Linked DNA regions of Mus musculus: regions 1, 3, 4, 5, 6 and 7 are each linked to region 2. A link is a contact called in public promoter capture Hi-C data. All regions are on one chromosome and are shown on one strand. Each heading gives the region's core, a stretch centred on a gene start, on an enhancer-like site or on the middle of the called end of the contact. The rest is flanking DNA. Distances are from core to core; before and after follow the strand shown. Region 1 overlaps Matn2 (matrilin 2). Region 2 holds the start of Tspyl5 (testis-specific protein, Y-encoded-like 5). Region 3 holds the start of Laptm4b (lysosomal-associated protein transmembrane 4B). Region 4 overlaps Sdc2 (syndecan 2). Region 5 overlaps Sdc2 (syndecan 2). Region 6 overlaps Sdc2 (syndecan 2). Region 7 holds the start of Matn2 (matrilin 2).

Evidence for each region. Promoter capture Hi-C pulls out the DNA fragments that hold promoters and counts their contacts.
Region 1: a contact with region 2 is called in a promoter capture Hi-C map of the SN4741 cell line, with 3 times the contacts expected there. The contact joins the enhancer-like site here to the promoter of Tspyl5 in region 2. A contact is called at or near these places in 8 of 39 promoter capture datasets (the 3T3-L1 cell line, the SN4741 cell line, embryonic stem cells and 3 more), 1 of 484 Hi-C or Micro-C datasets (cortical neurons) and 1 of 115 datasets of contacts at active chromatin or transcription factors (astrocytes).
Region 3: a contact with region 2 is called in a promoter capture Hi-C map of embryonic stem cells, with 2.2 times the contacts expected there. The contact joins the promoter of Laptm4b here to the promoter of Tspyl5 in region 2. A contact is called at or near these places in 3 of 39 promoter capture datasets (the C10 cell line, embryonic stem cells and neural stem cells) and 1 of 115 datasets of contacts at active chromatin or transcription factors (embryonic stem cells).
Region 4: a contact with region 2 is called in a promoter capture Hi-C map of second pharyngeal arch cranial neural crest, with 6 times the contacts expected there. The contact joins the enhancer-like site here to the promoter of Tspyl5 in region 2. A contact is called at or near these places in 18 of 39 promoter capture datasets (the 3T3-L1 cell line, 3T3-L1-derived adipocytes, the C10 cell line and 12 more), 2 of 115 datasets of contacts at active chromatin or transcription factors (cardiomyocytes and embryonic stem cells) and 1 of 9 other capture datasets (macrophages).
Region 5: a contact with region 2 is called in a promoter capture Hi-C map of liver, with 3 times the contacts expected there. The contact joins the enhancer-like site here to the promoter of Tspyl5 in region 2. A contact is called at or near these places in 15 of 39 promoter capture datasets (the 3T3-L1 cell line, 3T3-L1-derived adipocytes, the C10 cell line and 9 more) and 1 of 9 other capture datasets (macrophages).
Region 6: a promoter capture Hi-C map of the SN4741 cell line shows a contact between it and region 2, with 3 times the contacts expected there. The contact joins the enhancer-like site here to the promoter of Tspyl5 in region 2. A contact is called at or near these places in 7 of 39 promoter capture datasets (the C10 cell line, the SN4741 cell line, cranial neural crest and 4 more), 1 of 484 Hi-C or Micro-C datasets (bone marrow-derived macrophages) and 1 of 115 datasets of contacts at active chromatin or transcription factors (astrocytes).
Region 7: a contact with region 2 is called in a promoter capture Hi-C map of embryonic stem cells, with 7 read pairs. The contact joins the promoter of Matn2 here to the promoter of Tspyl5 in region 2. A contact is called at or near these places in 3 of 39 promoter capture datasets (embryonic stem cells and stem cell-derived epiblast-like cells).

The regions. Positions count from the first base shown.
Region 1 is chr15:34,418,215-34,422,226 of GRCm38.p6, forward strand. All of the region lies in intron 10 of Matn2 (matrilin 2), which reads left to right. Among named protein-coding and RNA genes, the nearest start is that of Rpl30, 23 kb to the right of the region's middle. Within about 2 kb of position 2,282, at least 58 of the 459 cell types and tissues checked have an H3K27ac peak or open chromatin away from gene starts, as enhancers often do. A contact at or near this core is called in the SN4741 cell line, where this site is marked.
Region 2 is chr15:33,685,762-33,689,642 of GRCm38.p6, forward strand. It overlaps Tspyl5 (testis-specific protein, Y-encoded-like 5), which reads right to left and starts at 2,122. Exons shown (of 1, transcript NM_001085421.1): 1 at 1-2,122. The coding sequence starts at 2,036. The coding sequence ends at 816.
Region 3 is chr15:34,236,226-34,240,002 of GRCm38.p6, forward strand. Laptm4b (lysosomal-associated protein transmembrane 4B) reads left to right here and starts at 1,801. Exons shown (of 7, transcript NM_033521.3): 1 at 1,801-2,197. The coding sequence starts at 2,099.
Region 4 is chr15:32,942,561-32,946,678 of GRCm38.p6, forward strand. All of the region lies in intron 1 of Sdc2 (syndecan 2), which reads left to right. Among named protein-coding and RNA genes, the nearest start is that of Sdc2, 24 kb to the left of the region's middle. Within about 2 kb of position 1,346, at least 42 of the 459 cell types and tissues checked have an H3K27ac peak or open chromatin away from gene starts, as enhancers often do. A contact at or near this core is called in second pharyngeal arch cranial neural crest, where this site is marked.
Region 5 is chr15:32,964,766-32,968,829 of GRCm38.p6, forward strand. All of the region lies in intron 1 of Sdc2 (syndecan 2), which reads left to right. Among named protein-coding and RNA genes, the nearest start is that of Sdc2, 46 kb to the left of the region's middle. Within about 2 kb of position 2,251, at least 6 of the 459 cell types and tissues checked have an H3K27ac peak or open chromatin away from gene starts, as enhancers often do. A contact at or near this core is called in liver, where this site is marked.
Region 6 is chr15:32,999,168-33,003,165 of GRCm38.p6, forward strand. The region is part of intron 1 of Sdc2 (syndecan 2); the gene reads left to right. Among named protein-coding and RNA genes, the nearest start is that of Gm32764, 69 kb to the right of the region's middle. Within about 2 kb of position 1,419, at least 33 of the 459 cell types and tissues checked have an H3K27ac peak or open chromatin away from gene starts, as enhancers often do. A contact at or near this core is called in the SN4741 cell line, where this site is marked.
Region 7 is chr15:34,304,285-34,308,050 of GRCm38.p6, forward strand. Matn2 (matrilin 2) reads left to right here and starts at 2,397. Exons shown (of 19, transcript NM_001358780.1): 1 at 2,397-2,624.

The DNA of each region.
Region 1 (4,012 bases), core at 1,032-3,531, 730 kb after region 2:
GTGTAGCGCATAGGGTCTTGCCCTGAGGTCACCACTCTCATTTAGCATCAGGCTCTTCTTTAAACTTTTTATCTCGTTGTGCAGTGAACTCCATTATACTTTTTGGTGCTCCTTTTATCCTCAAGCTGTACATTTTGCATTTTTCTCTGCCTAGCTTACTCTTTTTCACATAGATCTGCATAAAAGTGGTTACTAACAACTACATGACACAGTCAATACTAGCCTGTCTTGAAATCTCTGCTGACACCATAACAAAACTCTTCAATTTAGCCTCAGATAGATTTTTAGGATGAGGGCAAAAAGCAGCCACACTCCTTACCACAATATCACAAGAATGTCTCTAACCCACTTACTACTCTTCTTTTCGTCAAACCCAGCTGTCATAATCTACACTGCTCCCAGCACCACCATTAGTTAGGCCCCTGCCAAAACATTCAACTGCTTTCCTAATTCAGAGTCCTAAAGTCTACATTCTGCCATCAAGCAGTAGTCAGGCTGCTTACAGTAATTACTCTGACGACTGTTTTAGTCACTTTTCTATTGCTATGAAGGGACAACATGACCAAGGCAGCTCTTATAAAAGAAAGCATTTAATTGGGGTCTGGCTTACACTTTCAAAGGTTTAATCCTTTGTTATCATCACAGCATGCACATAGGTGCTGGAACAGTAGCTGAGAGTGACACACTGACACACTGACCCAGAGATAGAAAGAAAAAGAGACAGATAGACAGAGACAGACAGACAGACTGACTGACTGACTCTGGCCTTACCTTGGACTTTTGAATCCTCAAAACACACCTCCAAGTGACACACTTCCTCCAACAAAGCCATACCTCCTATGTTTCGAACAATACCACTCCTGGTATCTAAGCATTCAAATCTGTAAGCCTGTAGGGGACATTCTTTTTCAAATCACCACAATTACATAGGGAAGTTCCTATACATAAAGATATGTAAAGCTGTGTAATGTTCCATTGCATTTGGTCAGTCCCGTTTCTGGACACTTTGGTTGACTCTCACTTTTCACCTCTACAAACAGTAATGTAGTCAGTAACTTGAAAGCACATCCCTTTACATAGTGCAAGGGTATCTGCAGAAGGGAATCCCTACATGAAGTTGCTGAGTGCATTCTGTAACTTTCATAGACATGTGTGCCCTTTAGTACAGTTGACTTTGGAAGCTGTATGTGTTTTCCCTTTAGCAGTCATCTGTAGACGTCTCCTATGACTGACTGAGCATCACCCATCCTGTTCTGGATCAGATACCCTGAAGGGATGAAAAGAAAAGCTTATAAACTCTTACTTACTTTAAAGCATGTACATTGTAACAGTTCCAAGAGAACTGAGGAGCTGGGCTGGAGGCTGCCGCCATATAGCCAAGTATAAGAACACGAGCCTATGGGCACAGGGCTTCTCCCTGGCTGTCCTGACCTCTGATAAAGAAAAGCAGTGCCATCTGACAGACATGGGCTTGGGAAACTTGAGCTCAGTCGCCTGTATCTCCATTGAGGAAAACCCTGTAGTCTTCAAGACTACAGGACTGGGTTTAGGAAGTCCCAGGCAGAAGAGTGTGATCAGAAAGTCCACTTTGGATTAGGGCTTGGTGATATTGGCCTGAGCACTTTTGCTATTTTATTACCTTGGAAAATGGAGTATTCTTATAAATGCATGAAAAAGGAAATTTCCCCTCTGTGCCAACAAGCTGTCTGTGCTGTGTGCCACTTAGTGGTACTTTTAACTCTGTGAGGAACTACCCAGCCACAGGGAATTATTCTGCATTAATAATGAGTCCAGAATGTGTCCAGAGAAGTGAGTCACACCCAGAGCAAACCGGAGCACCAACCTCTGCTTAGAATCTCCTCTGCAGTTAAATGTCCAGCCTACATCATTTCCCCATTGCTCAAACATTCTGGCAGTGTTCCTGCCCAAAGAAAGGCAAAATTCCCTTTGTGTCTGAAAGCTTAGCAGATGGTGATGCTGTGTAGTTGGGAAAAGTTATGGAATTCATTATCAAAAAATTTTTAATCTGGTTCCTCCATTTATTAGCAAGTGGTCTTGGCGAGCTGTAATAAGCCTTCCTCGACTTTAATTTCTCTTGCTAGTAAATGAGAATAATATTGGATCCCTTAACTAGCCTACAGGATATATTTCTGAGGACTTCCCTTGTCTAAAAAATGTTGCAATGATGCTTAACAAAAACAAAGTTGATGGGTTCTTCCTGTTGTAACCCCTGCCAAGCCCCTTTTCCACTTTGGTGCACACCCACTGTTGAAATCCTGTTCACTGTCTAAAAGGCTTAGTTAGCTTTCAGTTAACTGTATGGTTCTCATAAACTCTTACTGTTCCCCGATGGAGCTGAAGAGATAACTCAACAGTTAAGAACACTGGCTGCTCTTTCAGGGGTCCTGAGTTCAATTCCCAGAAACCACATGGTGACTCACAACCATCTGTAATGAGGTCTGATGCCCTCTTCTGACATGCAGGTTACATGCAGCAGAGAGCACTCGAAAATAAAACAAACAAACAAATAAAATGCAGCAGAGCACTCATGCACTAAATTAATTAATTAATTAATTAATTAATTAATTATTTAAAATGTCACTGCCACCCAGCCCTATAAAATAATATGCTACATTCAGGAGCTCAGTGTGGTGATCTCAGAGTTATCTCTGACTCTTGTCCTAACCATGTGACGGTGGACTCTTCATTTCAAGTGTTGGAAAGGACAGAAGTTGACACAAAATTGTCCTTCAGATGAACTTTACTAGGAGAGATCTTCATGATCATGAGCAGCTGCGATCAGGCCGTGACATGGGAGACCAGTAGCAGGCACAGCCACACCAGAGTAAAGAAGCTAGTGAGAAAGAGTCCTGGATTCTAAAGAACGAAGGCCATCCTGATCCGGCGTTGTCAGTGGAGGTGGCCAGATCCATACCATGTGATCTGCCTGGCACTGACTGTGGTCTAGGCTTGCTCACAGCTGCAAGAGGGAAGAGAGAACTCCCAGGAAGACAGGCTTCAGGGAGGTGCGGCCTGATTTCTGGAAGGGGGAGAAAGACAGCTAGAAGATCTGTGCTCTAACATCAATCTACCGGCAAATCTTATAGGCTCTACCATCGGAACATAGGCAGTCTGACCACATGATCCACTGTGTTCTGGGCCAGCAGGATCACTGCAGTAGGCTATATCTGTTTCCTGTGTTCCTTCCCTGCATTCACAGCTTTCTGTGCTTTCACAACACAGCCAGGCTAGGGGATTCTCCTGCTCAAAACATTCTATGACTGCCCTTCTCCCTCAGACATGTCCTGCCTATGTGCCCTCATGTTGTGTCCTGCCTACCCCCACCCTGCTGGGCTCTTTGCCTTTCCTGAAACATGGCGAACATGTTCTTGGCATCTTCATCGTGCATCTAGTCATCCTTCTCATCCAGACACTTCCTCAGACACCAGCACTACTCACCTCCTCTCCATCTCCAGGGCTCTGCTCCTTAGCAGACACTATAAGGTGTCAAACTCCAACCCACTTGGCCCCTTTGACCATATATATATATATATATATATATATATATATATATATATGGTTATATATATATTGGTTGTTCTGTCCTTAGTGTCTAGTCAATGTCTGGCCCACAGCAAGAACTCACAACACATTTGCTGATTATCTAGGTGTGTTGAAGCTTACCTTAGTGCTCAGGCTAAAGCGTAAGATCATGAGTTCAAGGCCAACCTGGGCTACATGGTGGTAGCCTAACTTGAAAAAAAACAACAAAAAGCTTTGCTGCCTTTGAATAAACGAATGAATAGGTCAAGTGTTCTACGTGCATATGTAGATCCACAGGAAAGTTGGTGTTAGACTTATTCTCTTTTAGTCTTAGCTATTTACATCTCCCTTTGGAAACTGTCTTTTTCTGTTTTCTTTCCCCCTGGAGCTGTATGTTTTGCTTTATGTATGTCCTTTTTATATATTAGGAAATTTTTGCTCATAGACACTTTCTATCCTGAAATGAACT
Region 2 (3,881 bases), core at 872-3,371:
AAGCATATGTTCACAAATGCCAGGCTGCCCACCAATCTGACAAGCAGTAGGTTTTCTAAAGTCTGGGGAAGGTGGGTTTGTAGCTCATGCATTGGGAAGGTACCTGGGTCCATAGGCAGTTCTTGAGGTCTTTGATAAGCAAGATGGAGCCAATAACACCCACCTAGCCAACAGTCAATGGACTGACTGCAGTCAGGCATAGCCAGACCATGATGAGGGTTCACTAGCAGGCTGTCTATGAGGCAAGAAGAGATGTATGATGTGAACAGAACATATTCTTGTTTTCCCTTGTCCTCATCCACACCAGTAGTCTGCTGGACCTAGGCTGAAGTGGGAAACAAAATAGGAAGAACCTTGGTTGATGTCTCCATACCCACAGAATAAAAGCACTGGCTTCATTTTGTGATAGCAATAGAAAAATCTTGCCACTGATAACATGCATGCTTAAAATGGACACAAAGCCCAGCTGACTGGCCATGAAGTAGCATAGCTTGAATATCCATCTGGACAATGACTCAGAATGTCCAGGTGAAAGGAAAGTGGGAAGAGCCAGAGCCAAGAACAGGGACTGGATAGTGTAGAGAAAGTCATATATCAGAAGTGATTGATACACAAACAGTGAGAATGTCACACATGCAACACTATTGTGACAAGGTGAGGTCATGGGGAAGCAGAGAATATTATCACAAATGTCACATTCTTGAAGATAAGTCCAAAGTGGCTACCATGTATGGTATGAACAGAAGGCAGACAACCAAACCCACGTGGTCAGCCTAACAGGTCCAGCAAGAGGTGGTAGGGAGATCTGTGTCGGATCAGTTGGGCTGCCTCACTGCAGGTGCAGGGCTCAGTTTTGCTGGACCTGGCCTTTCTTCCTTTCCTTTCTCTCCACGGGCTTCTTCACTGATCAGGTAGTACTGTAGAGGATTGGGCCACAGGTCCTCATTAATTATCTCAACAATCTTGTCAGACTCAATAGAGCTGTGATTTGAAAACCACCCAAAGAAGCTACCATTGTTTTCTGGGTTTTCCTTGCTTAGGGATTGTAGATCATGGCCTGGGAGCCACTGGATTGGAGCTGAACGAGACACCACTTGACCGGATGGACCACAGCCATATTCCTTAATGAGCACCTTGTTTTGGAAATAGGGGTTTCGGCCAAAGTAGAACTTGATTTTGTAGCCCAACCTGGCAAGGCCAAGTTCTTCCACCTCCAGTCTGTTCAAATAGCTCAATACCTCCTTATCTTTGGTATTCAGAAAAGCTGACAGCTGGGGATGGTTCTGAAAAGCTTGCCCCCAGAAGCCCGGAATGCTCTGGATGAGGAGGTTCCGGCGCTCTAAGTGGTGAAGTCGCAACTGGCCAAACTTGCGTGAAAGCCTGAGATATGCCCTGTCAGCCTGTGCATTCATGGTCTCTAGCTTTAGCTGGACCGTCTCTAGGGTATCCATGCTGCCCACTGTCGCGGGAGACCCTGCCCCAGCATGCTTCTCTGTCATCTTTTTTTCCTCCCCCACTGGAGCAGCGGCGCACAACCCCGCAGAGGCCATCTTCGGCTTCCCACTAACTGTGGCCTGAGGTCCCCTCCCCGTGGCGCTCCGAGTATCTGGGGCCTTCCTCCCGGGGACTCGCCGATTTCCAATGCGGGAGCCGCGTCGCAGCTTCGCCAAGGCTCCCACGGTTCCCACGAAGCTGGTGTCGCTGGTCAGGCGCTCGGCGAGGGAACGGGCCCTCTCCAGGTCCGGATCAGGGGCCGCCAGCCCGCGCTCGTCTGCAGCCCGAGCCCGCAACGCCAGGCCGCAGTCCAGCGGGAGGCGGCAGGCCGCCTCTTCCCGCAGCTCGGCTGGTTCGGCGCCTCCTTGAGCTGCGCCGGCCTGCACCTGCGCGGCCGCGGAGTCCTCCCCGAGCCGCGGGCTCTGTGGTGGCTTTTCGTCGTGCCAGGCGTCTTCCGCAGCGGCCCGGACCCGGGCTCTGGCCCGGCCTTTGCCCCGGCCTTTGGCGCGGGAAGACTTTCGACCCCTACTCCGTCCGCTCATGGTGCCAGAGAACAAGGTTTCAAAGCCGCTACCAGCCCAGGGTCTCTACGAAGCTGGCCTCTCCATGGCAACCGTGACGTCACCACGGCAGGACCCACTGCACCCAGTGATTGGCTCCGCTCAGCGGCTGCGTACCAGCCCACCCTCACATGCTACACGCCCTTAGTCTTATTTTGCAGTTAGAAAGTTAGTTTCCACCTGTGCTTGGCCTTGGTAGTGTTGCTGACTCATCTCCTATCATTGATAGCAAGCGTGTCCCCAGGGGTTCATAAGACAGAGCCATTGCTCCTACAGTGACATCGTAAAGGCACCCACTACCGTCTCCATCAATTTTCTAAGTATTTTTCCTCTTCTGTTATTTTCTGTGACATCTCTCATAATTAATTGGTCATCGGCATGTCTGTCTCATTACATAATTATTCTACTGTAAGATTTGTCCCAACGATTCAACTCTAGGGAATGTGAAAGCCAGAACCATAATATTTATGTAAAATGACTTAGAAAGAATAAAAAAGTAACATACAAGGCATTTTACTGAATACTAATTTTACATTATCTCTGTTCTTGAAGGAGGTATTCTTGTTCCCAGTTTCCTGATAAAATGGCAACTGAGGGCTGGTGTTAGTTACATCTCAGTGATAAAACAGTTACTCAGCATGTGGGAAGTCCTGGATTCAGTCCTTAGTGAGGAGGAGGATTCAGTCCTTAGTGAGGAGGAGGAAGAGCAGGTGGAGAGGAGAGGGATACTAAGGAACATTCTGGAGACTATACAGCGAAGGAGAAAAAGGCTTGGCCTAATTATGTTACCATGCTACCATAATCTGTTGGCCCTTTGCAAATGGCTATGGTGACTCCTAAGCTGTTCAGCATGTTAACAAATTCCAAACTCCTTGCCTAGGCACAAATCCTCCAGCTGCCTCAGGTCTACACAGAGTAACGCTGTGAATCCCAGTCCAGAGCCAGAAATAACAGGCCTGAGTCCAAGCTCCTGTAATTGGGATAGGACACACATAGAATAAAAATACCATTCTAGGAGTAGAGAAGGATTTCCAGGTGAGATTTTTGAGACAGAGGGTTTACAGGAGTAGTGAGGGAGGGAGCCCTAGAAATTTTTCATAGCCTACAGAGAATCAGCCAGAAAACCTGTCTGGCACTCCTAAAGAAACCTCATATCCTATAGCAGGGCTACAGCACCATGAGTACTGAGGGAATGCATGACAAATGTGAAGAGAAACTTTCTGAGTGGATCTTCCAGGTTCAAACACCACAACACCCTTGCAGTGAAAAACAGAGAAGTAAGCCTAGCCGTTGGGCAGGATATGGAAGCTTGCTCAAGGTGCACAAGAACTACTAGATCAGCAACTAAATGTTAACAAGCTCTCGGCCAGCTTTTATTTTTATTTATTTTAGATATTTTCTTTATTTACATTTAAAATGTTATACCCTTTCCTTGTTTCCCCCTATCCCATCCCTCCTACCCACCTGCTTACCAGCCCACCCACTCCTGCTTCCCTATTCTGGCATTGAATTCTTCCCTACACTGGGGCATTGAATTTTCACAGGACCAAGGGTCTCTCTTCCCATTGATATGCCACAGGGCCATCCTCGGCTACATATGCAGCTGGAGCCATGGGTCTGTCCATGTATACTCTTTGGTTGGTGGTTTAGTCCCTGGAAACTCTGGGGGTACTGGTTGGTTCATATTGTTGTTCCTCCTATGGGGCTGCAAACCCCTTCAGCTCCTTGGGTACTTTCCCTAGCTCCTTCATTGTGGATCCTGTGCTCAGTCCAATAGTTGGCTGAGAACATCCACCTCTGTGTTTGTCAGGCACTGGCAGAGCCTCT
Region 3 (3,777 bases), core at 551-3,050, 550 kb after region 2:
CCCAGTTCTTGTTTTTCCGGCAACACTCTTTTGCATTCCAGTAATCTTTTGCACTCCAAAGATCCTGTAGCTGTTTGGTTTACCTACCAAGCTTCACCTGCGCACATTTTCTTCAGCTAGTGTCTATTCTATATTTTAAAATCTATAGCAATTTGGCTACTGTGACTTCATATCTAGAATAGTAAATTTTCTGAAATATAAAATTCATCTGAATCAATGTGTCATTTGCTTAATAAATTTGAAATCTTTGTGGGAAAAGAAGAGAGAGGGCAGTATCTATGTTAATTTTGAATTTTCAGAGTCTTTCAATGCAGTATTCCTCAGTCTGTATTACTATCCCTTTCCTGAATACTAATGTTTGTGGTTTTGTTCACTAATGGCTGTGGGCATAATTATATACTCTTTTTGCAACCCTGAGGATGGAGCTCAGAGCCTCCTGCATCCTGAGATAACACTCCACATGAGAGGAAAGCCCCAGCCCATAACTAACAATAGACAATCCCAGAGAGAAAATTATCTTTAATGTTACGAAGAAAAGAAACAAATACCGAGCTTTTCCAATTCCTCCCACAACAGTTATCCTGCTTGTATCTTTGCTCAAGGACCTACACGTGGTATCTCTGGGAATAGAAGCCAAGTTTAAACTAGAGTGTGGTAGATGCACGTCTTTGTGAAACTAACCAATCTTGAACCATCTTTCATCTTATTTGACATGTACTTTAATTTAAATCGAACCCATTTTAAAACTTTTTTAAATTTTTGTTGTTTTTCAAGACAGGGCTTCTCTGTATAGCTCTAGTTGTCCTGGAACTTACTCTGTAGATCAGGCTAGCCTTGAACTCAGAAATCCACCTGCCTCTGCATCCCAAGTGCTGGGATTAAAGGCATGCGCCACCACTGACCGGCCAAATTGAACCCATTTTATTTCTTGTTCTAATCCTGAAATAAAACTTTCACATGGTCTCTTTTTTTCCCTTCCTTCCTTTCCTTCCTTCCTTTCTTCCTTCCTTCTTTCCTTTCCTGAAACAGGGTTTCTCTGTGCAGTTTTGGCTGTCCTGGAACTTGCTCTACAGACTAGGATGGCTGTCCTGGAACTTGCTCTATAGACTAGGATGGCTGTCCTGGAACTTGCTCTATAGACTAGACTGGCTGTCCTGGAACTTGCTCTATAGACGCTGGCCTGCCTCTGTCTCCTGACTGCTGAGATTTAAAGCGTGCACCACCACCAATGCCCGGCTTCACACGAACTTTTAATTTAAGTTATCAGAGCTTCTTAGCTAGCACTGTGGTCATCAAAGGCTAAACTTGGATCCTATCCAAAACAGCAGCTGGAGGGACATCCCCCGCCCCCAGACCCTAGTCCTCTGCCTGGGCTCTTTCAACGCTGTGTATTGTGACTTGCATAGATCTTTTGGCAGTAATTGTTTTTTTGTTTTTGTTTTACTAGAACTTCAGTCATTATTAAAAATGCCACGGAAGCACAGTGAGGATGCCCTTGACACACATTCTATTTTCTGGGAAAAGATTGCTACTAAAGTAATTGAGCTGGGAAGCTGAGATAAATTGCTCTCTGCGGGTTCCGCAGTGGTTCAAAGTACCGCAGTTGACTGGAATAATCATTCTAAGCAGTTTTCCTTCCTTCCGCCAGTTTGCAAGATAACTACAATCCTAGCACAGCATTCACCGGTTATTTGCAAGCTAGATGTGAGGCAAACACAGCTGGAATGAATCTGAATCCTAACCAAAGGTGCACCCCATTTCCGGAGGAAAATTCTGGAGACTCCCTCAGGGTCCAGCAAGGAAGCATTTATTTGGCGCAGCGCTCCCAGCGCCCGCAGCTGGCTGGAGCCGGTGGTGACATCACGAGCCCGGGCAGGCCACGTGACCCACGGCTTCTCCTCCCCCCTGCCTCCTAGCGTCGCCGCGGTCTTCGAGCCCAGTGTCCCGTCGCAGCGGCCACTCGGAGCTCTCGGTACAGTGCAGAGCCAAGGGTCGGGCGAGCGGTCCGAGGGTCGGGGCGGCCAAGGAGAGGGGCAGGAGCAGCGGACCCAAGACGAAGCGAGCGACGCTCTCACAAACTTCCACGAGCGCCGGAGCTATGAAGATGGTCGCTCCCTGGACTCGGTTCTACTCCCACAGCTGCTGTTTGTGCTGCCATGTCCGCACCGGCACCATCCTGCTGGGCGTCTGGTACCTGGTGAGCGCGCCCTGGCGTCGAGGGAGCCCCCGGGGTCCCCACGCGCGCCGCTCACCCCGCGCCACTAAGTCGCTTCTAGGTCGGCGTCGGTCTGGGGGCCGCCCGCGATCATCCGCCTAAAGTTGTATTATTAGAAAGTTAATTCTCGGGGAGAGCCGGGCTGCAGTGGCGGGGGCATGTGGGGCCGGGCGGGGGGGGGTGGGGCACCGGGCCCTGCGAGGTGCGGGCCGGGCATGTTCACCCCCGGGACGCACCACGGCTACACAGCGTTCGCCCTCGCGAGTTCGCGTCCGAGCAGAAACGGTTGGGAAATTCTTGTTCCTCTCGAGAGGATTTTCCTGCGTACGCCTGTTTAAAGCTCTTACACAGGGAAGGTACCCAAGTGTGCCTGTGTTCCAGTTGGCTTGGAGAAGCCATCTTAACAACCACTCAGGTTCCTGCCCGAGGACAGGTGATCCCTCTGAATAGGCACGGCGGGCAAATTTAGTTTTCTTTAAAAATGGCCTTCAGGTTGGCGCTCACATTTGTGTCAAGAACAAACATGTGATTCTCTGGGGCAGCGAGTTAGCTTGATGGATTCTTGCCCTGTGGCGCTGGCTGCCCTTGGTTGGTGGTTGGCAGCCTTGGACTGAGTCGGATTCCTCAATATTTTGGATTTTGTGACATCATTTTAGAGAGATCCGAGCTACTTGCTGCAGAACAACGAAATGTAGTTGAAAGTGGTAGTTAAGTGGCATATAAAACTTTTTAGTTAGAACATATTCTTAGCTCCCTTTGATAGTTTAAAAAGATATTCAGTATTGAATTGTAAACTGCCTTGTGCCATTTTAAACAATGCATTCCCCTTCCACGTGATGTTACAGTTCTATTTATAGTCTCAAGTTTTCTTTAGTTGGGTCCATTATGGCCGCATAATAGAATTTTTTAGTCTTAAAAGCTTTCCAACAGACCTTTGGTATATGTGGGTTCTGGCTGTTCAGTGTGAATGCAAATTGAACATTAATGTATTGGCTCAGCCCTGACTTTTCTTAAAGCCAAGGAATTTACAGGAATTTAAAACCATAGTTGGAGTGTGGAAAGTGGCCTCAGGAAGTGCTTTTATCGATGGCCAGTCAGGGCAGAAGGTGGGCTGCAAATGTCTGTGTCCTCCTTGGAAGTGTTCAGATCTGCAGGCTTGCAAGGGCTTCAGTGGATGCAGTTGGTAAAATCTAGGGCATTGCATTAGGCAAATGTACTACATGATCTACGGGAGATATAAATCTACTTTAGTCTTGTTGGCAGTCATCCAACCATGCTGTATTGGTGTGTCAAAAGCAGACTTCCCCCTCCGTAGGCTTCCTTTCCTGTAAGAGCCTGCCCTTTGTGAGGCATACGCTTCCAAGGAGACCAGAAAAGCTTAGGTACTCACCACATCTATATAGAAATCTTTTCTATTCCTATTGAAAATTTCTTGTTCACTAGTTGAGTTCCCTTATAGTTTTAAATACAAATCTGTTATCTAAGACCTTAATTTCCATTTAAAAAGGTCAACATGGTGAGGGCCTAAGGCCTAAGGAAAAATGAGGTACCTACCTACCTCT
Region 4 (4,118 bases), core at 96-2,595, 740 kb before region 2:
TTTGATTTTAATGTTTTCCACATGAAAACACAAAACCAGGCAATACCCAACAAAATCCACCTAAATGCCCTCTCTGAGGAGACCGAACAGAAGCAACAATGTGTCTGTCTTCTTTGAGAGCTGCCAGGCTCTGTGGGGCCAAGCACAGTGGCAGAACTCTGTTGGGAACCAGGCTGCAGAAGCGGAAGAGGAAGCGGAAGCGGAAGCGGAAGCGGAAGCAGAAGCAGAAACAGAAGCAGCTTGGTGCTTATGATTTCTGTGTGATAAGAGCAACTTTTCCCATTCTCCAGATAACTGTCTAGTAGATTTGCAAATCTATTTTTCCCTCCTCACTGTCTTTAATGAAGTCTTCAAATTCTAAAATATAATTTATGACTGGAATTTATTTAATATGGATTCTTAAGTCTCAAGGCGCTTCTCAAAAGATTTCAAAATTCTATGTATTCATTAGTGTGAACGTCTAACAAAGAATGTGCAATTGAAAAGGGCTGAAGCTTCAGATGAAGAGGTGGCTCAGCCATTAAGAGTGTGCATGTCTTCTCTGAGCTTGGCTCTCCACACTCACAACAGCTCTCACAGCTACCTGTAATTCCCACTCTAGAACCTATGCACGGGTAGCACACATTCACACAGGTGCATGCATATAAAGAAAACGTAATAAAAATAAATACTTAAAATGTAATTTGTATAGAGATCTGGGAACTCTTCAAATATTTACAACTAAATAAGAATCTAATTCCATTGAATCATTAAAGATAACACTTTTGCTTCAGGAGTCTCGGTCACCAAATTGTCTAAATTTATGCTTAACATGGAAAAATATTTTAAAATCATAATGGAGTTTGAATTGTTTGTATGCTAGAAGCAGTAATATAATATTAACTATACGAACAAACACGTAGTCTCTCATGAGTTATGCTGGCCCCTAATTTGACAAATTTAGTACATAGTTGTTACCTAGAACTGACTGGTTCTCAAGCAAACTTTTATTTTCTCGAGAGACTTCCTGGCACACGGTGAGTTGTGCTAATTATAGTTGATCTAAGAATCCAGCCAAGAAAACTTTGTAATGATGACCTTATTTTTAAAATGCATCCTGCAAATCCTTCTCCCAAACCTACAAGAAGAAAACATTTTCGCTAAAGCTAAGTTGTTAGTTATATTTCCAAGAGAACAAAACCAAATCATTTTTATTCTTGCGTACCATGGGATTGGATTGGAGAGGCATTACAGTGTCAGGGGGACATTCCATTGGGGTTAGGAAGTAGTGTCTGAGCTATATATTTAGTGGTGACTTTGGATGCTTCACTCACCTTTAATGTTGTGTAGAATACTGCCTGTCCATGTGAACACAGGCACAGTAAGAGGTCTGTTAACAGACGTTCACATCCACGGCTCTCTAGGTACCTTTCCCACCCCCACATCATTTATATATGATATTTAGTGTATGGACCCCAACCAGACTTCTGTTTGAAGTCCTTGAATCTGGAGAGGCAGCTTGATAAAGCAAAACAGAAATCTGTTGGCATTTTGAGAGTGGAGTTCACAGAGGATGTTGTTTGCAGTGTCCTGAAAACATACAGGCCAGCAGCTGGAGCAGGCCTGGTGACAGGCAATCTCACTTCCAGAGAACAAGGAGGGCTGAGCAGTCCTCTAAGGATTAGCTCCAGCTCAGCAGCTGCTGTCTGAGTCTGATTATGCACATCCGGCTCTAAGAGACCTGCATTAACCCTCAGCCCCTGGGAACTTCAGGGCTGTTTTTTTTTTTGTTTTTTTTTTTTTGTTTTTTTTTTTTTTTTTAAAACAAAAGACTCTTCCAGGGACAACCAAGGACTAAAGCCCAGAAAATGTAGAGGATAAAAGAAGGTGGCTCTTTGGGAGACTGAATTTGAAGTAGCCTTGAGCCAAAGCTGAAGAAGACCTGGCAAATAGTATTTGTCTTTGCAGACCTGGTGGCGGACATTGGGGGAAAGGACTGGACCAGGAGGGCTTGAGCAGCTGAGGAGGACAGAGGCTCAGAGAAGTTAAGTTACCAGCTTAGTCATTTTTCCACTGCTATGAAGAGAGACAGTATAGTATGACCATGGCAACTTAGAGAAGAACGCATTTAATGGGCACTTAAAGTTTCAGAGGATGAGTCTGTGACCATCATAGTGGGGAGCATAGGAACAGGCAGGAACACATGGCACAGGATAGTAGCTGAGAACTTAACATTTTTTTTCCCACATGCTTGAGGCAAAGAGAGTGTGCAAATTGGGAATAACACAAGCTATTGAAATCTCAAAGCCCAGCCCCCATGGCACTCCTCCTTCAACAAGGACACATTCCCAGTCCTTCCCAAATAGTTTCACTCACTGGGGACCAAGCATTCAAATATATGAGCCTATGGAGTCCATTTTAATTCAACTACCACAGAGAAAAATCATGTTTTCCCATTCCCCAGTTAGAGCTGAAGTACCACATGTCTGAAGTTGTTATCTTTACCTTGAGATAATCATTCATGCTTTTGAAAACTGACCTTAGAGAAGAAACACTGGAGAAAGCATTATGGAAGCTGGAGACATGGTTAAGAATACATACTGCTCTTGCAGAAGACCTGAGTTCAGTTCCCAGCAGCTACATTTCTGGACTCACAATCTCCTGTAACTCTAGCACCCAGAGATTTAATGTCTCCTGCCTCCAAGGGCATCTGCACACATGTGCGCATTCCCATATATAGTTAAAATAACAAAAACATATTTTTGGAACATAAGAAAAGCACAGGGCCTGGAAACATGGCTCAATAGTAACATCAGCTATTCTTCCAAAGGATTCAGGTTCCCAGCATCCACATAGCTACTCACAACTGGCCACTCAATCTCTAGTTTCAGAAGATCCAGTGCCCTCTGCTGTCCTCCGTGGACACTAGGCATGCCTGTAGTACGTAGATATATATGCAGACAAAATACACACATATATAAAACACTTTTTTAAAAAGTGCATCGGGGAATTATATGGCAATCACTGTGTCCAGCTTGTTGGGATATATTTCTTTCAAGCAGCATTTTGCCAGTGTGTAAATGACTAGTGGATAGACCACTGCAGTCAATTCTGTGTATGATATTTAAAGGCAGAGCAGATACTGGGAAGGAAAGTAGAAGCTAAGAAAGCTTCATGGAGAATGAGCCTTCTTTAATGAAATGGATTCCTTTGTTCAACTCCAGCGGTATGAGGCCCAGCGCTGCACTCTGGGAGAATTAGGTGTTTGAGAATGACAGTGTGTTGCTGAGCCTACAGCTGTCCAGGTAAACAAAAGGCTTTGTTAGAAAAGGCTTTGTCAGAGAAGATGGCTGTCTTGAGTTGTGTTGCTGTGTAGCATCTACACTGAGTGTTGAATGATTCCCTTCTTTATGGTTTTAGCAGGAACTATAGAGTTATTCCTTTGGGTGGTTGGAGTTGATGCTTTCATGTAGGAACTAACACATTAAATGCAAACCAATCAGTAAATACTTCCTTATTTTTGTCCAATTAAAAGATTGAGCTATTAGGTTAGGGTTTTCGACATTGTTGCTTTAAAGAGTTTTAACTAAAAACAGAACAAACCAACAAACAATAACAACAAAACAAAACCAGCATGGTTTTATTCACTGAAATTTCTTGTGGTTTTGGAACATATTTTTATAATTCCTGTCTTGTGTTTGTGTGTTTGCTTGTTTGTATATATGCTTGGTGTAGAGGCCAGAGTTTGACATTAGGTGTCTTCCTGACTTGTTTCTCTCCCTTATTTTTTGAGACAGAGTCTCTTACTGAGACCTAGGGTTCACTAGCTATTGGATTAGACTAGCTGGCCATTGAACCCTGGGGATCTTGCTATCTCTGTCTCTTCAGCAACAGGATTATATGTACCTGGCAGTCACACCCAGTTTTTATCCATGCATTCGTATGCTCAGATTCTTATGCATGTATGGAAAGCACTATACTGACTGATCTGCCTCTATAGCCTTGTATTTTATACTTCTTAAGGATGGGATCTCTAGTTACTCTGTCTACTTTTGTAGGTTGAGTGTGATCCCAGTGTGTAGTTGTTCTGTGGTTCTATTCTGTGTAAAAATAAAAATTAGATGCTGTATTTAGGACGC
Region 5 (4,064 bases), core at 1,001-3,500, 720 kb before region 2:
ATTCAAGAACATTATGATAATTGAAAGAAACTGGAAAGAGAAAGCCCCAAACTTACTCTGAATGACTAGAACAGTTACCTTTATAGAAATAGAAACAACAATGGGTGCTGCAATGCTTAGGAGATAGAAACAGAAGGTTAATGTTTGGTTTATGAATGTCAATGTCGCAAGATGAGGAAAGTTGGTAGAGTCTATTTGCACTGTTACACAGTTATTTGTATAATGATCTGCATTGGACGTTTGTGTTTTGTTTGATGTTCTCCAGTAGTTGGCATAAAAGTTTCCTAGAATTGACAGGGCTCACAAATGAATGACAGGTAAGTTTATAGTGCTGTGGGAACCAGGACACAGGATAGGTCATACTCAAGGAAACACTGATTCTCAGACATAACCTGGCTGCGAAAAGAACTGTGAAGCTCTCTTTGTGACTCATTTTTTTATTGACTCCTGCTTATAGCATGCAGAGCTGCTAAGAAGGATGCAGCATCCTGTCAACAAGCTTCTCCATTCACTGGCATGCCTTCTGTTCTTTTCCAAATCCAGCACTCCCGTTCCATCTTGGTGCGCTCTTTTACTTCTCTTATTTCTTCTGCATGTATCTTTCATTTTACAATCCACATCATTTTCCATCACAGAATCTAAATTCAAAGAGAATATGGGCTCTGAAATTTGACTTTAGCAGCATCCAGCACAGCAGACCGTATGTAATGAGTGTTTTGGGTTGGGGAAAGCTCTGAAGTTGGAAGCTGAAATGGCTAATGCCTATACAATAGAAGGTTATTAATGTCTCTTCAGTGGTGGCCTGGTTTTTATAGCAGAGAATGAATAAACACCCAAGATTTTTGTTTTTGTTTTGTTTTGTTTTGTTTTGTTTTGTTTTGTTTTGTTTTGTTTTGTACTGGTCCTAAACAATCCTGTCACATTATTTCTCTGCATATCTGTCTTAGTATTCTAGAGAGATCAGAAGTGGGACAGGTGACCTCCACTGAGAACTCAAGGGTGTACAGGTCCTGCTTGGGATTTCAAGGTGAATCCATGGCTTAACTAAATCTATTTATTAAATAATTTCTTCTCTTCTTCAGTGCAGAACATTTTTTTTCTACACAGAATAATAGTGAGAACGGTGACCATATTCCTCATTTGTCTTTCTTATATTTCTCCTACATGGCTGTGTGAACTTCCCAAGGGCCAGAGCTTCCTCATTCATCGTGATATGCCTGCTGTACTTTGCTCAGAGCAGCAGCAGCCCTAGGAAATTCTGTAGCTTTTTAAAAAATTTACTTAGTATATGAATGGGCTTAGAGATAATTATACCCACTTACAATAGATGAAGCAATTGTAGATTTTTAAAGCACATGAATGTTATAGACAACCTCATTTAGTATAATTATCATCTGGTTTATAGATAATTAAGGAACATAATTGTATATTTTTTACAGTTTGTTATTATGCATTATTTGAAGGCTGCCCTGCATTTTATGGGCCTATCACTTCATGATGTCACATAAGTGATCTGGGGAGGGGCAGAGGTGCATGCCTTCTTTAAGTTCACTGAGCTGTCGACTGTTACCAGTATATCCTGATGGGCTAAGTTGGCTAGCTTGGCTGCTTTGACTCCTGCATTAGCTAAGAGATAGGTTTTACTATTTCAACTCTTCTCTGCCTAGGAAACAGTTCTGGGAATATTTTAGTTTTTTTGTTGTTGTTGTTGTTTGTTTTGTTTTGTTTTGTTTTGTTTTTTGTTATTGTTTTAAATAAATGTTTGATAGTCAAGTCATTGGTGTCTTGTGAGAGTTCTGTTTACGTATATTGTTTCTTGAATTCTGATTTTTCACACACACAAAATCACTGCCAGTTCTCTGAATTTTACAGCTCTTAGCCTATTCCATGACTGATAATTTTGACAATTTCTCCCTTTTCCCCTCCCTACTGAAGTCATTCTGATGTCAGAATTCAGACAAAACTTAAATGAGAGAGAAACAAGACTAGAAACTGTATCCAGGAATAAAGGAGTTTGATGTAGGTCATTTGAAAAGTGTAAGATATAGACAAAGAGAGGGGAGATGATTCTCTTACAGCAGTGGGAGTCAGGACCAAGTCCAAGGCAAGGATGAATCCATGGCACTTGAAAAGACTGTGGTAACAGAAGCATAACCATGTTTCAGTGGAATATTGATCTCTGTAGAGCTGCAGATGCCCTAGAATCCAGTGAACTATGTAATCATCCATAGTCCTGCTTTTTTCTACCCTGAAACTCTGTTCAGTGTGGACAAACTCTGTTCTGTTCTGGGATTAGTGTATCTCCTGCGATCTGCATTGCCACCAGGCACCTAAGTGAGCTTGGAATGTTGGAACCACGCTTTATGAAACCATGCCTCAGATGGCAGTGCCTACAGCTTGCAGTGTAGTATTCAGATAAGTGCAGTTTAGTGCTGTACCCTGGAGACCCCATCAGGGATGCTAAGGAACCCTCAGAGGCTGTTCATGTAAGAGAGTAACAGCAAGCAGAAATTCAAGGTAGAACTTTTCTAGGGCTGATGGTATGGGCAGATGAGAACTGTTGAGAAATTCCAAAGTGTTTTTTGTTTGTTTGTTTGTTTGGTGTTGGTGTTTTGTTTTGTTTTGTTTTTCATTTGTCATTCATTGAGATGTTTTCAAAAGGCAAGCTTTTAAATCCGTTCCTCTGCAGGTCTGGTAATAGAGCCTCATAGATACTCCATATAATCCAGGACTAGAGATTGAACTTGGAGGGATATTTTAGTTGGGACCATGAACCCTAAATGTACTGAAGGCCACTGAACCAATTCCCTGAAATAGTAGAATGGTACAGATGTTTGCTTTGTGGAGAAGATGGGCCATAGCCTTGACTACATCCACAAACATGCCCTTACTAAGATTTGTCAAAGCAGACAAAGGAGTCATGAGATGTGTCTGGGGAAGGCAAGGCTGGCTGTCTTGCAGAAGACATTCCATTTGCTTCTCTGTATGGGTTGCCGCAATCATTAACTGGGATAGAAGGAACAAAAAGGGCGGTGTTGTGTAGTGTGTATAATAAATTTTTCTGTTCCGTAAGGAGCTGTGCCATTGGTTTAGGCTGAAGTACAAAGGGATAGCAATTTTAACAGTGAGGAGCTGAATTATATCAGCTTTGCAGCTGAAAGATAAAAGCTGGTATATGAAACAGGATCTTGTGTGAATGAGTTCTTCAAGTGTTTCAATAAAGATTCATCAGAGCAGTTAGCTCTCTAACCAGGTTACAGTCTCTGGCTTCTGATTCCTTTGTGGAATTAAAAATGCTTTTAGTAAGAGGAGCTAAACAAGCCTTTGGTTTGGATTTCTATATATTGATTTATGGACCTGGTGAGCATCCTGCTGTGAACTTCCTCTGCCAATGGTAACCATCACAATAAGCAAAGCTTTTCTGAACTGGCACTTCCACAGACCCTGGAGCCTGCTATATTAGGTGTGACAGTTTTTAAAAAGCAACTGTGTTAGAATGAAAACAGGCCACTTCTAAATGGTCTATTGATTTGCAAAACCTTTGTGTCAGAGTGAATAGTCTCATATCTGAGTTGAGAGGAGATGCTGACCAGTTTCAATTTGTTACTATAGCTTGAAGCTTTGAGCTGACAATGTTTCAGTGATGGTGCTTGCCACCTGTGGAAAGTCTGCTTGTGTCTCAGGCTTCAGTCATACATGTGAAAATCCGATTCATTATTTCACACAAGAAAAGACTTTAACAGTTCCACTACAGTGTGAATCTCTGTGAATGTGGATCTAGAAGGCCTTGTTATGACTCAAGCTCTCCCATAAACTTGTAGATCCCCGTCCCCACCAATGCTCTGCATTGGGCTATTGGTGGAAATTGTTATGTGGCTTGTGTCTTAGGCCAACATGGATAGTGTTCAATGAGTTCTCCATAAGAATTACAAATGGGAGAGGATTGATAGACAGTTCAGTGGAACACTTGCTGCTCTTCCAGAGGACCTGAGTTCAGTTCTTGGTACCTATGTTGGGAACTTCACAACTACCTGTAACTCTATTTCTAGGGGAACCAATTCTGT
Region 6 (3,998 bases), core at 169-2,668, 690 kb before region 2:
TACCTATAACAAATTGGTGTTTAGGGATAAGCATTCCAATCACTACTTTTAATTACCATGTATTATCCTCCTTTGGGGCAAAAAATAATAAAATATTCTGCTTCTTAAAAATGCTTTCTTTAGTGTGATTCTTAATTTTTTAAATAAAGAACCTAATTTTATCATTTGTCACCTCTTTTATACCTGATTCATCCTCTATAACCCAACAGCATAGGCTTATGTAATCTTACAAAGAGAATGTCAGGGTATCTTTATAGACAGATCTAGTTCTGGTGGAGGCAGTTCAGAAAGAGGCAGGCAGATTCCCATGGAGTTAAGTTTTGCAGACTTTGGCCAGCATGTCAATATGCATAACTATGAGTGTTCGTTGTTGGTGGAAATAATATTACTGTCCATAAATATATTGTTCTTCTAATTTCACAAGATAATGAATGTGCTTTTCAGGTATTCACAAATCATAACACAACAGAATTGCAGCCATCCCACATCCCCCCTCTCTCTTATCTGCTAATTTTTATTTATTTAATTATTGAGAAGTCCATGTATACAGTATGTCTTGATTAACCACTTCCTCCCCTTTAACTTCTGCCATTATCCCTCACTACTTCTCCTAACTTCACATGTTTCCCTCGCCCACCCCCATCCCCAGCTTGGAAGCTTCATAAAAGCCAAGGCAATTTCTCAAGGGTCAGAGCCTCTCTTAGAATTGGTTAGATAGCACAGTACTCTTTTTACAGCAGCAATAGATTGCTGTACTTACCTTACTTCTGACTCACTTCTAGCTCAGCTTCCTACAACACCATCTGTCACTGCTGCAGGCCTGAGAGTTCTGGTTCATGCCCAGCATTGGCTGCAGCATCTACCTGCTCTTTAAAGTCAAAGTCATTCCCATTTTTCTGTCTCATAGGTTTTCCATGGCGCTCTGTCAGCCCTCATTTGAGTGGAGAATACATATGGACCTAGGAATGTAGGTATTGAAAAATTCCTTAGAGTGAACTATTAAATTCAAACCAGAGCTAGTTGGCTCCCTGTGCTTAGCTTAGAATCTTATCTATAATGATAGTTTTCACAGAATATTGATGAAAGAGAAATAAACACCAAATATGTTTCCCATCCCCATCTCCTGCCAAACTCTACTAAGAAAGAACATCTCATTACTTTAGTTAGAATTTATTAATACTGACCTTCTCCAAACTTGGATCATTCAGGTTTAGCTTACAATGCTTCTATTTTACTGTAGTCAAAGCTATGGTCATATGGATATAAAAATAAACACTGGAATATGCTAGCTCAGGAGGGTGAAAGGCAATAATACCTATAATAACATAGCTGCAAACATCCTGCTTTTCTCTGCTATTCCTAAAAAGGAATCAGGCACACAGCAGAGGACATATGGAAGCAATGGGCATTTTCCTTTAATGTGTCATACGTATTCCTCATAACCCACTCACCATCCTTGGCGCCTTACTGTGCATTGCTTTGGAGATCCCTGTTCTTGTTGCCAACAAATTTAATTCACCACAAAGGGCGCTTCCCTTCTTCCCTGACTTAGGAATCTGAAGCCACCACTACAAACAGAAGTGTGGCTTGCAAGTGTGTTCTGTTCATGTTTTTCTTTCCTCTCTTGGTCAGATTTTCTGCTGTGGTTGTTACCAAGGAAGAAAACTCTTATTTTGTTTAGGATGAGCAATAAAGCAACTGGTCTTAGGATTTCTTTGTGTGTTTGTTTGTGATGTTGGGTATGGAATCCAGGACCTTACACATGCTAAGCAAGTGGTCTTCTGAAGAGCTATTTCCTTGGCCCCAGAAAGGTACTTTTTAAAAGCAGATATATTAATTGAGATTTGCAATGCAGAGGTTTTAAATTTTAGAAGTTCAGAAGGGCAACAAGTGAAAATTGTCTCTAGGTAGAATATTTTGCTTTTAGTAAGCTTTTCCCTGTAACTATTACAAAGCAAGAGTTGTGTCAAGAATTTAGGTGCAAAGATTTGGGTGTCATACTTCCTTGCTTTCTACTGTGTTCTTCACCATGAAATGTAGACTGTGAAAACTAAGGGATTATTGTCCTAGTTTTGTTGAATAATATACCAGAAATGTGGTTGTCAGCAGATGAACACATACTCAATAGTATGTTTGATTGGGGTTACTCATTGTCACCAAATTCTATATTCAAGAGACATGAGACTGGGAAACAGATACCTTGTTTGTGTATTCCAATGCATGGTAGTAGAGGAAAGTGGCTTCATTTGTTAAATAAGCATGAAAGATTGTCTGGACACACAAATCTGATTTGTTACTTTAAATTTATCTAACAAGCAAGTTATTGAGGCAGGAACTATTATGTAGAATCAATAAACAACACAGTGGTGAACCAAATAGTTTTGTAGTGTTGTATGTACCAGCATCCATGCATTGCGACACCTTTTCTGAAAGCACTGAATCATACATTCTAGTTAGTGTTCAGGGACCAAATAACACCATGGCAAAGTGTTTTGGCTTAGGTAAAGGGTGTGTGTGTGTGTGTGTGTGTGTGTGTGTGTGTGTGTGTGTTAAAGCCCAATCTTATGTGAGAATTTTGGTTTGGGAAATCTTTATTGTTGTTGTTGTTGTTTTGTTTTTGTTTTTTCATTCATTTTTTTTAATTAGGTATTTTCTTTATTTACATTTCCAATGCTAACCCAGAAGTCCCCCATACCATCCCACCAATGCCCTACCTACCCACTACCACTTCTTGACCCTGCTGTTTCCCTGTACTGAGGCATATAAAGTTTGCAAGACCAATGGGCCTCTCTTTCCAATGATGGCAGACTAGGCCATCTTCTTATACATAGGCAGCTAGAAACACGAGCTCTGGGAGGGGTACTGGTTAGTTCATATTGTTGTTCCACCTATAAGGTTGTAGACCCCTTTAGCTCTTTGGGTACTTTCTCTAGCTCCTCCATTGGAGGCCCTGTGATCCATCCAATAGCTGACTGTGAGCATCCATATCTGTGTTTGCTAGGCCCAGGTATGGCTTCACAAGAGACAGATATATGTGGGTCCTTTCAGCAAAATCTTGCTAGTGTATGCAATGGTGTCAGCATTTGGAGGCTGATTATGGGATGGATCCCTGGCTATGGCAGTCTCTAGATGGTCCATCCTTTCATCTCAGCAACAAACTTTGTCTCTGTAACTCCTTCCATGGGTGTTTTGTTCCCAATTCTAAGAAGGGGCAAAGTGTCCACATTTTGGTCTTTGTTCTTCTTGAGTTTCATGTGTTTTGCAGATTGTATCTTGTATGTTGGGTATTCTAAGTTTCTGGGCTAATATCCACTTATCTGTGAGTACATATCATGTGGGTTATTTTGTGATTGGGTTACCTCACTCAGGATGGTGCCCTCCAGGTCCATCTATTTGCCTAGGAATTTCATAAATTCATTCTTTTTAATAGCTGATTAGTACTCCATTGTGTAAATGTACCACATTTTCTGTATCCATTCCTCTGTTGAGGGACATCTGGGTTCTTTCCAGCTTCTGGCTATTATAAATAAGGCTGCTATGAACATAGTGGAGCATGTGTCCTTCTTACCAGATGGAACATCTTCTGGATATATGTCCAAGAGAGGTATTGCTGGATCCTCTGGTAGTACTATGTCACATTTTCTGAAGAACTGCCAGACTGATTTCCTGAGTGGTTTTACAAGCTTGCAATACCACCAGAAATGGAGGAGTGTTCCTCTTTCTCTACATCCTCGCCAGCATCTGCTATCACTTGAGTTTTGGATCTTAGCCATTCTAACAGGTGTGAGGTAGAATCTCAGGGTTGTTTTGATTTGCATTTCCCTGATGATTAAGGATGTTAAACATTTTTTTTCAGGTGCTTCTCAGCCATTCAGTATTCCTCAGGTGAGAATTCCTAGTTTAGCTCTGAGCCCCATTTTTAATGGGGTTATTTGATTTTCAGGAGTCCACTTTCATGAGTTTTTCTATATATTGGATATTAGCCCCCTATCTGATTT
Region 7 (3,766 bases), core at 1,147-3,646, 620 kb after region 2:
ATGTGGGTGCTGGGAATTGAACTCAGAAAGAACAGTTAATGATTTTAACTGCTGAGCAATCTCTCCAGCCCCATGGCTGAGACCTGGAGCTCTTTATAGAAATAGGTCTTGCAGAATAGGTCTTGTAGATGACATTTGTTTGTATTCTAAGATTTGAAACTAGTTAGTTCTGATTTTCTCTGATGGTTTGTTAAAATCTGGATGGGGGTGTATTGGCTTAGCAATTGGGTGATAGAATTAGGGTTGTTGCTGCTTTGTTTTGTTTTGTTTTGTTTTGTTTTGTTTTGTTTTGTTTTGTTTCGAGACAGGGTTTTTCTGTATAGCCCTGGCTGTCCTGGAACTCACTCTGTAGACCAGGCTGGCCTCAAACTCAAGAAATTTGCCTGCCTCTGCCTCCCAAGTGCTGGGATTAAAGGGGTGCGTCACCACTGCCCGGCTTGTTGTTTTTTTATTTAAAAGATTTATTTTATTTATGAGCGCTCTATCTGCATGTACATATGCATGCCAGAAGAGAGCATCAGATCCTATTGTAAATGGTTGTGAGCTACCAAGTGGTTGGTGGGGACTGAAATCAGGACCTCTGAAGAGCAGCCAGTGCTCTTAAGCCCTGAGCTATCTCTCCAGCCCCAGAATTAGGGTTTTTATTAGGAGATAGATGTCTGGTCTGCTGTAGCATCCTGCCATCCCAGATTGGTAATCCCAGAGTCTGGGAGTTAGCTCGGTTCCCTGCTACTGATCAGTCCTGTTTTCTCTCTGTCTCTCCTAGGATGGCCACTATCTCAGGTAATGTTTCCTCTCTTAAGGAAGTTATAGAAATCCTCCCTTCTGGGCTGGAAAGATGACTCAGCAGTTAAGAGCACCGACTGCTCTTCTGGAGATCCTGGGTTCAAATCCCAGCACCCACATGGTGGTTCACAACCATCCGTAATGACATCTGACGCTCCTCTGCTGTGTCTGAAGACAGCTACAGTGTACTTATATATAGTAATAAATAAATGCTTAAAAAAAGAAATCTTGCCTTCTATAATTTTTTATTAGATATTTTCTTCATTTACATTTCAAATGCTATCCCCAAAGCCCCCTATACCCTCCTCCTGCCCTGCTCCCCAACCCACCCACTCCTGCTTCCTGGTCCTGGCATTCCCCTGTACTGGGGCATATGATCTTCGCAATACTAAGGGCCTCTCCTCCCATTGATGGCCGACTAGGCCATCCTCTGCTACATATGCAACTAGAGACACAGCTCTGGGGAGTACTGGTTAGTTCATATTGTTGTTCCTCCTATAGGATTATAGACCCCTTTAGCTCCTTGGGTACTTTCTCTAGCTCCTTCATTAGGAGCCCTGTGATCTATCCAATAGATGACGGTGGGCATCCACTTCTGTATGTGCCAGGCATTGGCATAGACTCACACAAGAGAGCTATGTCAGGGTCCTGTCAGCAAAATCTGTCTGGCATATGCAATAGTGTCTGGGTTTGGTGGTTGTATATAGGATGGATCCCCGGGTGGGTCAGTTTCTGGATGGTCTTTCCTTCTGTCTTAGCTCCGAACTTTGTCTCTGTAACTCCTGTCTCTGTAACACAATGGAGTACTACTCAGCAATTAAAAACAATGAATTCATGAAATTCTTAGGCAAATGGACGCATCTGGAGGGTGTCATCCTGAGTGAGGTAACCCAATCACAAAAGAACACACATGGTATGCACTCACTGATAAGCGGATATTAGCCCCAAAACTTAGAATATACAAGATACAATTTGCAAAACACATGAAACTCAAGAAGGAAGACCAAAGTGTGGATACTTTGTTCCTTCATAGAATGGGGAACAAAGTACCCATGGAAAGATTTAAGTTTTTGAGTCTGATCTGAACTAGCATCTTAATGGCCTTTCCCATCCCAGTGGCTGGTCCAGGGCCAGTGGATACTAGTAATATGAATTGGCGCTGGTGGGGCTGTCCTAGACTGCCAAGACAACTTCTGGCTGTGTCATCAGTCATCTTAAGTCTCACCACTTCTTTCTTCATCATCGTGCTCCATGGATGCCTCCCGAAGAAAATGATTCTCAATTCATGTTATATGACTCCAGCTGTGTCTCCTGTTACCAGGAAACCCTCACCCCACTTCACTCCCGCCCCAGACCCACACGCTCCCTAAAGTCTCCAGTTACTCCAACCTCTGGAGATCCATTCATTCCACAGGGACTAGGGATGCACCAGGAGTCTGAGGGTGGCAGCAGGCAAGGAGAGCGTCTTTGGCCCCGAGCTGGGGGCTGCCTGTAGCGTGGGGCAGCTCTGACTGCTGCCTCTCCCCGCCTTCCCCGTCCCCAAAGAGGACACCCCTCCTTCCGCCCGCCCGCTTCCAACCCTTGTACGGCACCGCCTCCTCGCGCCGCCCTTTCAGGGAGCCTCCCAGGCAGCCAGCAAGCGCGGAGAGCGCACTGGGATGGGACTTGAAGGCGGCTTCTCAGGACACGGCGCTGGCGCGGGATTCTTGTTCGCGTCCGGGGATCGGTGCCCAAGGAGCTCTGCGGTCCTCTGCGGGGCGAGGCGGCGGACCACGGAGACTGACACTCACAGCTGCTCCCCTGTCTCTCTTCCCGGGTGTCGGCGGCGGTGGCTGCAGGTGAGCGCGGCGCGCTGACCCGGGAGCAGATGACCCACTGACCGACAGACGCAAAATCTGTCCCTCTCCTGGGGGACCCGCTGTCTCCCTGTGGAGAGTGGGAGAGAAAGGCGGCGCTGCAGGTCCCCTCGGCCGGGAGAAGTCCCGCCACGCCGGGCCAGGCGCGGGACACATGGGGCGGCAGTAGTACCCGAGGGCCCCGCGGGGGCGCTGTGCTTCGCTGCAGGGACACTCAGAACCCCTCCACACTGACCAGGGAATAGGGACTTGTTGAGTGGGTTTGCAGTGACAATCCTATCTACCAGGTAGAAAATAACTTGGTTCCTCCTGTAGGCTGGTACCTCAAGACCAGTGTCATCTAGATTTCCTTTGCTTTCTGTGTCCAGCTCTGGCTTCCTTGTATTTCGGAAGAGGGATAAGAAGAGGGCATTTTGTGTTGCTGGAAAACTGGACGACAGTTTGGGGAGAGGACAGAAAAATATGGGGACAAACCCTTGTAAGGTCTCCCGGAGTTGGTGTTCTGGAGATACTGTACAGTAATCACTGTGGCGCTCCCACAGTGCATCTACAGGATGCAATTCCCATTAGCCTTTGAGGAATGGACAACGAAGCTGTAAGGGTAAAGGACAGAGGTTTGGGAATCAGCAGGCCTCGTTCAAACCCCAGCTGCCAAGTTTACAGGCTGGAGTACTTGGAGACAACCAGCAACACAATGCCTCAATTTTCTCATGCATCTAGAGGGGATTATAATGCCTACAGGATTAAATGAGATTTCATTGAAGTACAGAGAATAGTTCTAAAAGTCTCTTACTGCTAGTGAACTCTGCTACCCACCTTTCTAGAAAAGGAAGGAATCTGTGTGAACACTGAATTCATCCCCTCCCTAATTCTAGGACAAAACCTTTTGAGGGATGCTCTAAGATGGCAGATAATGTATATGTGTTAGTGGAATTTTTGTGCAAATGTCCATTCGAGAACATTCCCTGCCTGCTTGCTTGCTTGCTTTCTTTCTTTCTTTCTTTCTTTCTTTCTTTCTTTCTTTCTTTCTTTCTTTCTTCCTTCCTTCCTTCCTTCCTTCCTTCCTTCCTTCCTTCTTTCTTTCTTTCTTTCTTTCTTTCTTTCTTTCTTTCTTTCTTTCTTTC